2 separate regions of the Arachis hypogaea genome follow, and region 1 is linked to region 2. Evidence: chromatin contacts called from public Hi-C data. All regions are on one chromosome and are shown on one strand. The core of a region is the stretch at or near the end of the contact, and the rest is flanking DNA. Distances in the headings are between cores, read along the strand shown. Region 1 holds the start of LOC112706055 (aspartic proteinase Asp1). Region 2 has its middle 8.6 kb from the start of LOC140174578.

What was found. A called contact is a pair of places that touch in the nucleus more often than the background predicts.
Region 1: a Hi-C map of leaf shows a contact between it and region 2, with 7 times the contacts expected there. The contact joins the promoter of LOC112706055 here to the enhancer-like site in region 2. A contact is called at or near these places in 3 of 8 Hi-C or Micro-C datasets (all in leaf).

The regions. Positions count from the first base shown.
Region 1 is chr8:10,722,560-10,729,248 of arahy.Tifrunner.gnm2.J5K5, forward strand. It overlaps LOC112706055 (aspartic proteinase Asp1), which reads left to right and starts at 2,803. Exons shown (of 8, transcript XM_025757146.2): 1 at 2,803-3,259; 2 at 3,827-3,941; 3 at 4,075-4,289; 4 at 4,514-4,765; 5 at 5,524-5,659; 6 at 5,759-5,926; 7 at 6,075-6,147; 8 at 6,248-6,464. The coding sequence starts at 3,042. The coding sequence ends at 6,387.
Region 2 is chr8:10,649,416-10,656,192 of arahy.Tifrunner.gnm2.J5K5, forward strand. No RefSeq gene overlaps it. Among protein-coding and RNA genes, the nearest start is that of LOC140174578, 8.6 kb to the left of the region's middle. Within about 2 kb of position 1,931, at least 2 of the 3 cell types and tissues checked have open chromatin away from gene starts, as enhancers often do.

The DNA.
Region 1 (6,689 bases), core at 1,553-4,052, 74 kb after region 2:
TGTCCACAAGACCAAAATTCAGCAGAAAATCATTCCAATTCCTATCGAATGAGTCTTTGCTATGAGAGTTCCAAACAACTTGGCTCATTTCTTGTTCAATATCTGCATGTCCCTTGTACCCGTTTAATTTGCTTGGAATCTTCTTCATGATGTGCCAAATACACCAACGGTGAATTGTTGTTGGCATACAGGCCTCTAAAGCCCTTTTCATTGATGCACATTGATCGGTGAGAAACCCTTTCGGAGCGTTTCCTCCCATGCAACGAAGCCAACATTGAAATAACCATTTGAATGATTCAATTTCTTCGTTTTTCATCAAAGAGCATCCGAGAAGTATTGACTGACCGTGGTGATTCACCCCGACAAAAGAACCACAGACCAAATTATACTTGAAACAAATTACCATAGTGCAGAATGCAAAATCATTAGGTACACCCCAACACATTCTTCGTATACACCCAAAAAACAGCCAATATACACCTCTGCTGCGGATTCATAAAAATACATTAATTTAGCATCATAAACAGGGGCAGTTTGTTACCTGTTTGTATTGTAGGTGGTGTCAAATGAAATGACGTCTCCGAAATACTCAAAGGCAGCTCTACTTCTTGCATCGGCCCAAAAAGCCAGCTTAATCGATTGATCCTCCTCGAGTTCAAGCTCAAAAAAGAAATTCTGATTCTTCTCTTTCATTCTTAACAAATATTTTCCAAATTCCTTTACATCTTCTTGTTCGGAAACATTCCGCACTTCCCTGGTAATGTAATTCCTCACGTCCTTTTCGATAAAATTTAACTTGCGGTGACCCCCGGCAGCCGCAACAAATGATTGGTAGGTTTTGCTTGGTCTGATGCCGGCCTCCTCGTTATTCTCTATTGTACGACGAATGGACATGCTTAGTTCCCTGTGCTGTTTGAGCATCTCTGCTTTACTTGGACAGCAGGGGTGTGAATGATCCAGCACAACCTTTGAAATGATCCAAGCACCGACATCCTTCAATGTGTGTATATAAATTCTTGCAGGACAGTTTAAACCGGCTGTCAGATTCGTCTTCTCGGTCAGAGATATTTTAGATTTCCATTTTCCCTCTCTACTACATGTAATCAATTGATTCTTAATCTCGTTTCCCTTCCTATTTGTGCTCCGAACTCTTGTAGAAAAACCTGCAACCTTGGCGTAGTTCCTGTAAAATTTTTCAGCATCTTCAAGGGTGGTAAAGGTTATTCCAACCTTCGGAACAAACTGGTCATCAACAACAAAGAGAGGTTGCAGAATACACCATGTCAAAAACTATAAATACACCCAACTATTGCAAATATAATACACCCGAACGGCACCAACTCAACTAAAATGACAATAAAAGCCATAAGTTGTAAACACACATGCTGCAGAATACACCGTCACAAAAAACTAAAAACACACCTAATCATGTCTGATATAATACACCCGAACGACAACAACTCAGCTAAAATAACAGAAACAGCCATAAATGTAAATACACCCACACTACCGAAACAAATACACCCAAAAAAAATTCTAATCTATACTCGAGCGTCTGCTATGAATTCCAGAAAATCAATCAAAACTAATACATTACATTCAATCCACAGATTTATGTTGACGCGTTAGTCTCACAGTCAATGTTAACGAATTATTCAGCTACACAATGCTATACAAATTACTACAACAAAATTCAGAGTAAACGTATGTAAATCAAACCTCAGGAACTTCGTTAGATTCAAATTCATAATCCACTTCGCTCTGATTCAGCTGAGAATCTGACGTTGAATCAACCATTATCTTCAAAACGAATCCAAACTTTGATTTCAGTAAACAAAAATCGATAGAAAACGAAGCTGGAGTTAAAAGAGAGAAGAACGAGAAGAAGAAGAACGAGAAGAAGAAGAAGAACGAGGAGAAGAACGAAACAAATCTAGAAAATAAGGAGAGAAGAACGAAAAGAAGAAGAACCAGAAGAAGAAGAACGAGAAGAAGAATGAAGAAAGGAAACAAATCTTTTAAATTTGATAGTTATATAGTGCGTGTATTGGACGTAGGGTTGCAGCGCGTTTTAAAGGTTTATTGGTTAATGAACTTGTAAAGCATACAAGCCCTAATAGCTTGTATGGAGAGCTTTTCTGTATTTACCAAATAGGCAAATACTACTCTTTAGGTGGCAACTGACATTTAGAAATTCAAATTAGAAATTTAGAATGAAGTAACAGCCATGAGCCATCAATATCAGGGGCAGTGCCCAACTGCCCGCAAGTCCGCGTTCTCGAAGCCAAACGCGGTCTAGGAAGCTTCCCAATTCTTTCTAGTTTCTAACACAAATCTTTGTTCTTTTAGTTTTTGAAAACCTAACTCAAATTTACAAAGAGATCACTTATAATAAGAAGCTATGTTTTATTAAATGTGAAATAATTATAATCCAATTATAAACCTTAATTAATTCCAAACGCTTCTTTCATTCCGTAAAAATGCATACTATTTCATTTATATTTTTAAGATTTTAAAAAATTCATCCTATTTACTATAATATTCAATAGTATTTTTTTTAAATGATCTCTAATACTAATATCTCATTTATTTTAAAATTAATTATTATAATATTAATGGAAAAATTATATTTTCGTATGAGAGTATTTTTTTCTATCCATATAATTTTTTACTATTATGAAATTTGTGTTTGATCTATATTTTTTATTTTTTGGACAATTATTAAAAAATAGATGGAATATTCTGTTAACCAAACTAACTACCGATTAATATAAAAATCACATATTCAATCAACCACAAAGCACACAGAAAATACTCAAGTAGAAGGTAAATAATTTCCAATATTATTATTAGATATATAGCTCTTGGTTATATAGAAAAAAGACCAAAACTAAAAGTAACAAAAGTCAATGGATCATCACTTCATCACTTTCATCTCCCTATAAGATTCACGCGGTCTCTAACAATCACATAACAAATTGAAACATTACTATTGGCAACAAATTAAAACAACCACTTCTTTTTTTTTTTTCCTCTCTCTCATGGATGTGAAAGGAACAAGTGGGGTTGTTCCATTGAGGAAGGTGTTGTTTCTTGTTCTAATCCTTTGTGCAATTTTCTCAGTTTCTTTGTCAAAAGTGAATGATACAAATGATCAGATTCTCAACGCCAAGAAGCCACAACCAAAACCCGCAGCTCCTTCTAGATCATCTGGCCACACTTTTCATTTCGCCATTCAAGGGAATGTCTATCCTCTTGGGTACGGTTTTTTTTTTTCCTACCTTCAATTTTTTTTTTTACTATGTTCTTAGCTTATGCATCTACCATCCACCATCTATGTTTAAAGAAGAAATGATATGGATGCTGATTCTACCATTCTGGTTTCCATTATAGTAATAAATAAAATAAATTAAATAATTTCTAGTCCATATTTTTGTTCTGACCAATTATTCTCAAAGTTAACTTCCTTGTTAAGTCTTTGACTAATTGATTATTTCAACAATGCTCTTAATTTGTATCCAAATTAAATCATTCCATTTTTACGGTGGCTTCTTTGCACGCATATAGTACCTGGAATCCCAATTTAATTTTTAAAAATTTTTAATATTATAATTTTAAATAAATCAATTAATTTTGTAAAATTTATACTAATTCTAACGATTTTATAATTTAAATTTAGTTAAAATTTTATATTTTACGTAGTTAATTTATTTTTTTAATTTTACGTAAAATTTTAATTTTTTCTGTGCAGTTTCTTTGTATACTATATTGTAATTGATTTTTCCTTAAAATTAAATGAATATTTTGCTTTTTTGTATTGATACAGATATTATACAGTGAAAGTGGCAATTGGAAATCCACCTCAATTATACGACCTTGACATTGACTCTGGTAGTGATCTCACTTGGGTTCAGTCCAAACCCTGTAAGACCTGCACACCTGTAAGCAATGCAATGCAACAATCAATCTTAAAATTAATTTAAATCTTAAATTAATTTAGTTTTATCATTCATTTATACCGTAACAACCTTAATTATATATTCTCCTTGATTTTTGTGTCTTTATTACTTGCAGCGTTCACAATATTATCCGTATAACCCCAACAGTAACATCCAATGCAAAGAACCCCTGTGTGCTGCGCTAAATAGAAACTGCGTTCCACCAACTGGGCCATGTAAATATAAAATCGAGTATGCAGACAATGAATTTTGTTCAGGGGTGCTTGTTAGGGACTTTATTTCCTTTAGATTAGACGATGGCTCTGTTCTACATCCTCAACTTGGCTTCGGGTGAGTGCTTACTAAGCTAAGTTAATTACCTTCATCTGTTTTTTCAATCAACCATGTTATCTGTATACCAAAATTAGTCTCTAAGATCAATCACTAGTATAAAATATATATTAAAAATAAATTAAATTATATATGTATTTATATATAAATACATTAATAACTAATTTTAATGGCTGATTTTATAAATAGTATTTTTTATTTTCTAACTTTAGTGTATATGATAGGAGTGGATTTGATCAAACACCTTCTAATCATCATCATTCCTCGCATATCAAAACGGCGGGTGTGTTTGGCCTTGGCAATGGCAAGACAAGCATTTTGTCTCAGCTTTCTTCTCTGGGCTACATTCGCAATGTCTTTGGCCATTGCTTGAGTTCCAAAGGAGGAGGTCGTTTATTCCTTGGTGATGATGATATTAAAACCTCCAAGACTCTTGTTTGGACACCTATCTTGCGCAGTTCCTCCTCCTCCAATATGTAAGGGTCACTGGTTCACTCACTCTATTTTAAAATAACCGTCTCATTAACCAAATGTTGTTAACTTGTTATTCAAAAATACTTTTTTTTTTTCGCTAAAATTTGTTACTAAAATCAATTATCACGTATATTTGTGTGTTGTTTAATTCATTTTTTATGTTAATTTTATATTCTATCATGCATTTTATACTAATAGTTGATATTAGTGACTCACATACCTAGCATTGTTGGTTATTATTAGAACATTTTTAAATAATAAAAATATTATTTATATATTAAAATCAATTGTCAAAATCAGTCATAATATATTTGGGTATACAAAAATGTTTGGTAATAAAAAAAATTAGCTAAAAACAGCCATAATTTGCTGTATTTAGTATTCATTAATTATTGCGATAATTAATGAATGTTAAATAAGACAAGTTCTAGTTGTTTTTTTTTTGTCTCCATAACATTACCGTTGTGTATAAATATTACGGAAATGTTTGGTAACCAAAGAAAATTAGCCAAAAACATCCATAACTATTAAATAAAATTATTCCTCGATTTAGATTATTTAAATGAGGAGTACTATGGGACAACAAATTTTGTTATTTGTATCTATTAATTAGTCATTATTAGTGTTTTTAATGATGTGAGATTACTCACTTTTTTTATGGTTAAGTGTTGACCAAATTTTAATAAAAATATTGATCCCTAGACTTTCCCTAATTATATATATTTTTCTATAATCTGTTTTTTTTTTTTTTTTTGTTCAGAGAACACTACAGGGCAGGTCCTGTAGATTTATTGTTCAATGGGAAGCAAGCTGTTAATGGTCTTGAAGTTGTTTTTGACAGTGGAAGCACATACACATACCTCAATAAAAAAGCTTATAATGTTTTGTTTGGTCTGGTGAGAATGAAAATTCAGTGGTCCTTTTATTGTATCTGAAAATTGATGTGCCAAAAGTTAGTCATGCAATAACTAATTATTCTTTTTTATGTGTGTTAGATAAATAATGACTTAGGAAATAAGGTGCAGAGAGCTACTGAGGATACAACACTGGCAATATGTTGGAAGGGTCAAAATCTTTTTGGATATTTCAAAAACATAGTACTGAACTTCCCAAAAACAAAATCTCAGTTCGTACTAACACCACAATCTTATCTCATTGTCTCGGTGAGCATCTTTTAATACTGAATTTGATTGTAACATTATAAATGGAGCTAACTTGTAAAATGTTCATGCCAATTTTACCCTCTTAGTATATTCTTGGTAAGAAGAATAAATGAATTTGTGTAATTAACAAGTGGTCTTTTAATAACAGGAACGTCATAATACCTGCTTAGGGATTTTAGATGGCTCAATAGAAGAACTTGGAGATACTAACATAATTGGAGGTAATAAAATAATTACAAATATACTATTATGTTATGTACATATATACAATTATTTGCATATGGAAATTTTGAGTTTTTTTTTTTTTTTTGGTCCCCATAGACGTCTCTTTTCAAGATAAGCTAGTGGTTTATGACAACGAGAAGATGCAGATTGGATGGGTTCCTGACAATTGTGCTACGTCTCCATTTACAAATGCCAAATCATTACGAGTTCATCACAGAGGAAATATTTTGTCCTAATAATTCTCATGCATGTAATTAACTTATGATATGAGAATAATATTAGTAATAATGATGATGAGTTATTGGACGCAGAATCTTTGAATTTTTATTTATTTATTTTTGCGATATCATACGCATATTAAGTTATTATTATTTATTAACCAAGAATACAAGTTAAACACGGATCCTTATAAAGCATCAAGTGTTAGTTGTAGCTCAATATTTCATTCATTAGTAAAGTATCGACTTTCTTCTTAACTTTTGGGTAAATTTTAAAATTGTCTAAATTATTCTATTCAAGTCTTTAATATTTTAAAATT
Region 2 (6,777 bases), core at 681-3,180:
GAAAGATCTCCATGTTTGATTGCGTACATTTCCTCTTGTAATTTTGCTATGCAAAATATATCCCCTTCATAAAAGCGGTGTTTGAAGTCACTCCAAAGTTCTGAGGCTACAACATATCGAAGAACATTTTACAAGATTTTCACACTTATAGAGGAACGCAACCATGATAACACAATGGTATTATATCTATTCTAAGGTGCAAAGTTTGGATTTGATTTCTCTGGCTTAGGAAGGGATCCATCAATGAACCCCAATTTATCTTTTGATATAATCGATAACTAGGCAGAGTTGCCCAAGAATGGTAATTTCGAGTTGTTAATAGAGTGTGAGTTACGGTTAGACCTGGAGTTTCATTCGGATGCAGAAAATATGGACTAGATGGGTCTTAAATCGGATTGTTTATTATTATTCCAACTTTAGATTAAAGCGTTGTGAGTTGATTTATCAACGTTGCAAAGGTTTGAAAATCAGAGGCTGAGAAAATTTTATTTTGGGAGGAAACTGGATTTTCTAATTTTTTTAGGTTCCACGCTCACCGCATCATGTTCAAATTTGTTCTTCTATGCAGATTCTTTGAACAAAGAAGAAGTTGATGGATGTTAGGAGAAGATGAACAAAAAAGGTACAGATTTGAACTGAATACTCATTGAGATTTTTCAAAAAACTCACCTAAGTACATTAGCTAGTTTTCTATTTATACTCTACATGAGAAGCCCACCACAACAGCTTAATAACAAATCCTAACAAACTCTGAACTAATCAGTAGGATCTTGACAGTTGTAAATGCTAATAACTAATATTTAACTATGAGCCAAAATTTATAATTCTCATAATAAATAAGCTTATACACCAACACATTGTCTCTAGCCAGCATTATTCTTATCGTTGATCCGTCTGCTCCAGAGCCTCAGTGCCCATCTGATTCAGAGTCTCTCCACACAATGTTCAAGTTTGAAAGGAGCTACAACAATCCACTGGTGTCTTCTTAGAATGCGAGCGACACTGCTAACCCCTGGTACAACTTTGCAATAGAAGAAGCAGGACGTTGGAAAATTCTTAATTTTCCATTGCAGCCTTTCAATCGGAGTTTAACATTAGTTGAGCTGGGTGCAGCATAGCGGTCATACGTGCGAGAGCCATCCCTTCCTGAAGAGAGCATTTCTCGTTCCAGTCTTTGCCATCTTCAATAGATAATTAAGAGATCAGGTGACAGAGAGTTATTTTGAATTTCATATTAGGTGAGTTGGAGCGTGGAGAATCAGAGAGAGAAGGATTAGATGTGTTGTGTGGTTTGAGTCAGGCTTGTCCAACCTATACCCACTCTAAAAACAAAATGACGGTATAAGATTGTTCCGGCCTAACCCATTGGCAAGTCAGGCACAAGTACCGAGTCACAGCACCTAAACAGTTACAAGAAAGCTTCCAGGAAAGAGGGCCTGCTCATGTGGGACCCACTCGAGCAGAGAATATACAAGGGGAGGACCCTACCCGTCCACAGAGGTACGTCACCTACCCTAACCCTAAATGCCACTTTTGTATGGACCCTAACTTGAGCATTTGAGTCCTTGCCGGTGCACTCCCCCGCCTCTTGCTATGACAGCTCGGAGGAATCTCATCCTTGGAATCCATCCAGGTCCATCTGCCAACAACTCCCTAACCCCAGACACTCCCTACTTCCGACCCATTCAGAACATAAGCAACCAAACATTGGCACCGTCTGTGGGGAGCTGATGTAAATGGATTTCCTGCTGGGCCTGATGGACGAGCACGAGTAGGAGGGAGCATTAGGAGGAGGTGACCTGCTTGATGAGCAAGTTAGCCTCCGTGGCATCCTCCCGCGAGCATACGAGAACACGTTCTCACAGAGATGACCCACCCTTCAGCTCTCATGAGAGACGTTCGTTTCAGGGCACGGGTGACGATAATGCCAGAATCATGCAAGAGCTACACCACCAGGTGCAAAATCTTGAAAGAGAGTTAGCAGCAAAGGACCATTACCATCCTAGCCCAAGCCTCTCCCACACTCGATCTCCTCCAACGAGGTCGAGGGCTCGGGGCAGAAGCCCTCGAAGAGATAACAGACACCGAACAAATGCCCAGTCCCAGACGACCCAGGATGGGTTGGAAGGGCACGTAGTAACCCATCGAGAAAGATCGAGAAGACGACGAGAATCCATGGGAGCTACCCCTTTCCACTCCTCCATCCTCAAAGTCCAGCTACCAAAATATTTCGACAAGTCGACAGACATGAGGTACGATGGCACCCAAGACCGCCAAGAACACCTGACGACTTTTGAAGCCAAGATGAACCTGGAAGGTGTCGGCGACGTAGTGAGGTGCCGAGCTTTCTCGTTAACGTTAGCAGGCCCCGCAATCCAATGGTTCAACGCGCTTCTGCAGGGGTCCATTATAGCCTTCTCGGATATAAGTCACAGTTTTCTAGCACAGTTTACCACGTGCATCGCCAAGGCCAAACACACGATCAACCTTCTATGCAACACCTAAAGAAATAGAGAACCGACCCAGAAATTCCTGGATAGGTTCAACGATGAATCCCTGGAAATCTATGGCTTGACCGACTCGGTAGCTAGCCTGTGTTTGACGAATGGGTTGCTGAATGAAGATTTCAGAAAATACCTCAAGACTAAACCCGTCTGGACCATATAGGATATCTAGAACGTGGCAAGAGAGTACATCAACGATGAGGAGGTCAACCAAGTTGTGATAGCCAACAAACGGTAACCGACCAACCCACCTACTCGTCAACCCGAGTACACTAAAAGACCGAAAGAGGCCCCCAAGGAAGGAGAACCATCAAAACATTTTAAGTCGTTTCCTCGGGTGGGGAAATTCACAAACTACACACCCCTCACAGCCCCCATATTATGGAGGTGTACCAGCAAATTGCGGACAATGGGATCCTGTCAACGCCTTGGAGCAAGCCATTCGTGGGGGGAAGCTTCATGATCTGACGAGACACACCCCCCAAATCTAAGTCGGCAACAAAAAAGGACGCCAAAGTCTTAGTCGTGTCATCAGGGAGCCACAAGACTCAATCCGTGCCGCCCCCGAGGATATTCTTCGCTCTGGAGGACCAATAGCTTCATGAGCTTCTGAAAAACCCACCCATGAAGATCATGGCAAGAATCGAGACGGGCCTAGTCAAACAGATTCTTGTTGACACTGACTCTGACTCAAATATCATGTTCAGAAATGTGTTTGATGCCCTGGGACTCAGAGAAACCAACCTCAAGACCTATCAATATGGGGTCATAGGCCTCGGGGACAACTACATAAAACCCGACGAGGTAATTACCCTTCCGGTCTATATAGGGTCAGGTGAAGGAAAGAGGTTGGTAATGGCGTAATTCGTTGTCCTGAGAGACTCCACAGCCTACAATGTCATCCTAGAAAGAAAGACAATCAATGAGTTTTCAGCTGTAATATACACCAAATTTTTTGCCATGAAGTTTATCACGGATGCCAGAACCGTCGGTTCTATCAGAAGAGACCTAGAAACGGCCATCACATGCAACAACGCCAGTCTTTCCCTGAAAAAGAAGTCAAAGGAGGCATCCGGGGTGTTCCTAGCTGGCCTGGACGTAAGAATAGACGACAGACCAAGGCCAAATCCCCAGGGAGACTTAGAGAAGTTTCAAGTTGGAAACACGGAGGAAAAGTTCACGTTCATGAATAGAAACCTCTCACACAACCTAAAAGGATCTCTCATGGAAGCTATCAGAGCAAAAGACAACCTTTTCGCTTGGACTCCCGCCCACATGCCAGGGGTGGACCCCGAATTCATGTCTCACTGGCTTGTCGTAAAACCAGATGCTAAGCTCATACCACGGCGAAGGTGGAAAATGTTGCAGGAAAGGGCTAACGAGGTAACCAAGTAAAAGGCCATTCTCTTAGACGTTGGGTTCATCAGGGAGCTTGAGTACTCGACTTGGCTGGCGAAGATAATGCTCGTTAAGAAAGGCAACGGGAAGTGGAGAATGTGTGTCGATTACTTGGATCTCAACAAAGCATGTCCAAAAGACTCTTTTCCCCTTCCAAACATTGATGCCCTGGTTGATGCAGCAGCGGGATACCGGTTCTTAAGCTTCATGGATGCATACTCTAGGTATAACCAAATACCCATGCACCGATATGATGAGGAAAAGACAGAATTTATAACACCCACTGGTACTTATTGTTACAAAGTGATGCTGTTTGGACTAAAAAATGCCGAAGCAACCTACCAGAGGCTGATGAACAAGGTTTTTAGCAACCTTATCGGTAGGTCGGTTGAGGTTTATGTCGATGACATTCTGGTAAAAACTAGCGAGCCAAGTGACCTGGTCGGTTGAGGTTTATGTCGGAGACCTGGAGGCCGTCTTCGAGTTTCTCCGTAAGCATAACATGAGACTTAACCCCATCAAGTGCACTTTTGCCATGGAGGTCGGGAAGTTTCATGGCTTCATGATAACGCAGAGGGGAGTAGAGTCTAACCCGGACAAGTGTGAAGCCATCTTACAAATGACGAGCCCAGGAAACATTAAGGATGTGCAAAGGCTGGCTGGGAGGCTCGCCGCCCTGTCCCGTTTCCTTGGTGCCTCAGCGGCAAAGGCCCTCTCTTTCTTCAATCTGATGAAAAAGGGAATAGCTTTTGAATGTACCCCAGTCTGCGAAGATGCATTCAGTCATTTCAAAAAGATACTATCGGCTCCCCCTGTCCTCGGTAAGCCAAAAGAAGGGGAGACATTGTTCTTGTACCTGGCAGTAACGGACCAAGCTTTGGTGACAATCCTCGTCCGGGAAGAGGGTAATATTCAACAGCCGATGTACTTCATCAGCAAGGTGCTCCAAGAAGCGAAGCTAAGATACACTAAGTTGGAGAAACTGGCCTATACTTTACTAACCTCGTCCCAGAGGTTAAGGCAATACTTCCAAGGACACCCGATCACAGTCAGGACCGATCAAGCCATTCGCCAAGAGTTACAAAAACCCGACCTGGCAGGCCGCATGATGACATGGGCGGTTGAGCTATCTCAATACGACTTACACTATGAATCCAGGCACGCGATCAAGGCCCAGGCAATGGCAGACTTCCTGGTCGAGGTAGTTGGTGACGCTCCCGAAAACACGAGCACGCGGTGGAAGCTCCATGTTGACAGCGCCTCCAACGAAACGTTCGGAGGGGCAGGGATAATCCTCGAAACCTCGGCTGGATGACTTATGAGCAATCAGTCAAGTTTAACTTTCCAGTCTCCAACAACCAAGCGGAATATGAAGCCTTGGTAAGCAGTTTTCTCTTAGCCAAAAAAGTTGAAGCGTCGCGAGTTGAGGTCAACAGTGACTCCCAAATCATTACCTCTCAGGTCAACGGGTCATATCAAGCTAGGGACTCCTTACTCCAGAAGTACTTGGAAATGGTGAAAAAGTTATGCGAAGATTTCGAAGAGGTCACGATTCAACATGTACCTAGAGAAAGAAATGCGAGAGTTGACCTCCTATTGAAGTTGGTAAGCACAAAGTCCGGCACGGGAAACCGAGCTTTGATTCAAGGGCTCGTAAAGGAGCCGTCGGTAACTCTCTATGTAACACAAGCGTCGAGCCCTCACTCGTGGATAGATCTGATCCGAGCCCTCTCTATGTAAGACGGGAGGCGACCAAGTATGTAGCGATACAGGGCCAGCTGTACAAACGAGGGCTTAATCAACCCCTGCCAAAGTGCTTGTGCCCTGACCAAACGGACTATGTCTTGGACGAAGTCCACGAAGGATGTTGCGGCCACCATATTAGGGGAAAGGCGTTGGCCAGGAAGCTTGTTGGAGCTGGATACTATTGGCCTTCCATAATGTCGGATGCCCAAGAGTTTGTGAGGAAGTGTAAAAGATTCCAAGAGAATGCTAACTTTCACAAGTCCCCAGCAGTGGAGTTAAGCTCAATGATGGCCTCCCGACCCTTTGCTCAGTGGGGAGTTTTTCCGAGGGTTACCTGAAACTGTAGGTCGATCTCGGATGAGATCTTCGGTGCTGGTCAAAACGGTTGTGTCCGACGTATTGAACTTGGTGGTGGTGCTGATTCCTTCGTCCCCGGAGGGTGGGGGTAGCTGCAAAGGACTCTGATGCTTAAGTTAGCAAGGGTATTAAGCAGGTATTGAGTAGAATCATAGTATGAGTTATACTTGGGTGCTCCAGTGTATTTATAATGGTGTGGAGTGACCTTTTTAGATAAGATAAGTTAGTTATCTTATCCTATCTTATCTTATCTTTGACTGGGGTCCTCGTATCTTCAAGGGAACCGCCCTTATCTCTATGGGCTTGGGCTGCCATTGGATTTGGGTCGTGTTCCTCTATTTGGTCCCTTTACTGGGCTTTCCTAGCAATTTGACCGAGCTCTTTAGAGAAGAGGTCGGGTAGCTTGACCTGAGGAGGTCGGTCGTCTCGTTGCCAATCATCCTGGGTCGGACAGATTGACCCAGGGTATGAACAGTGCCCCTACTTGAGCTCGGTCTCCCTTTTGAGGTCGAGTCCTTAGTTTTAGGACTTCAATCTTTCTTTGGAGGAGCCAAACTCGAGCATTTTGTCGATTTCTTCTTTGTAGAGTTCTCCTTTGAATGCGGAACGCTTTCTTTTGCTTCTTCTTTAAAAGCGCGCGCTTTTGTATTAGCGCTTTTGGTTTTTGGGAATGTGCGAGGGTTAATACCCTTATTAATTAGTTTTAATGTTCTGTTTCTTTGTTCTTTTTTTGCACTTGAAACTGTTTCTCTTCTCTATTTCGTAACTTCCC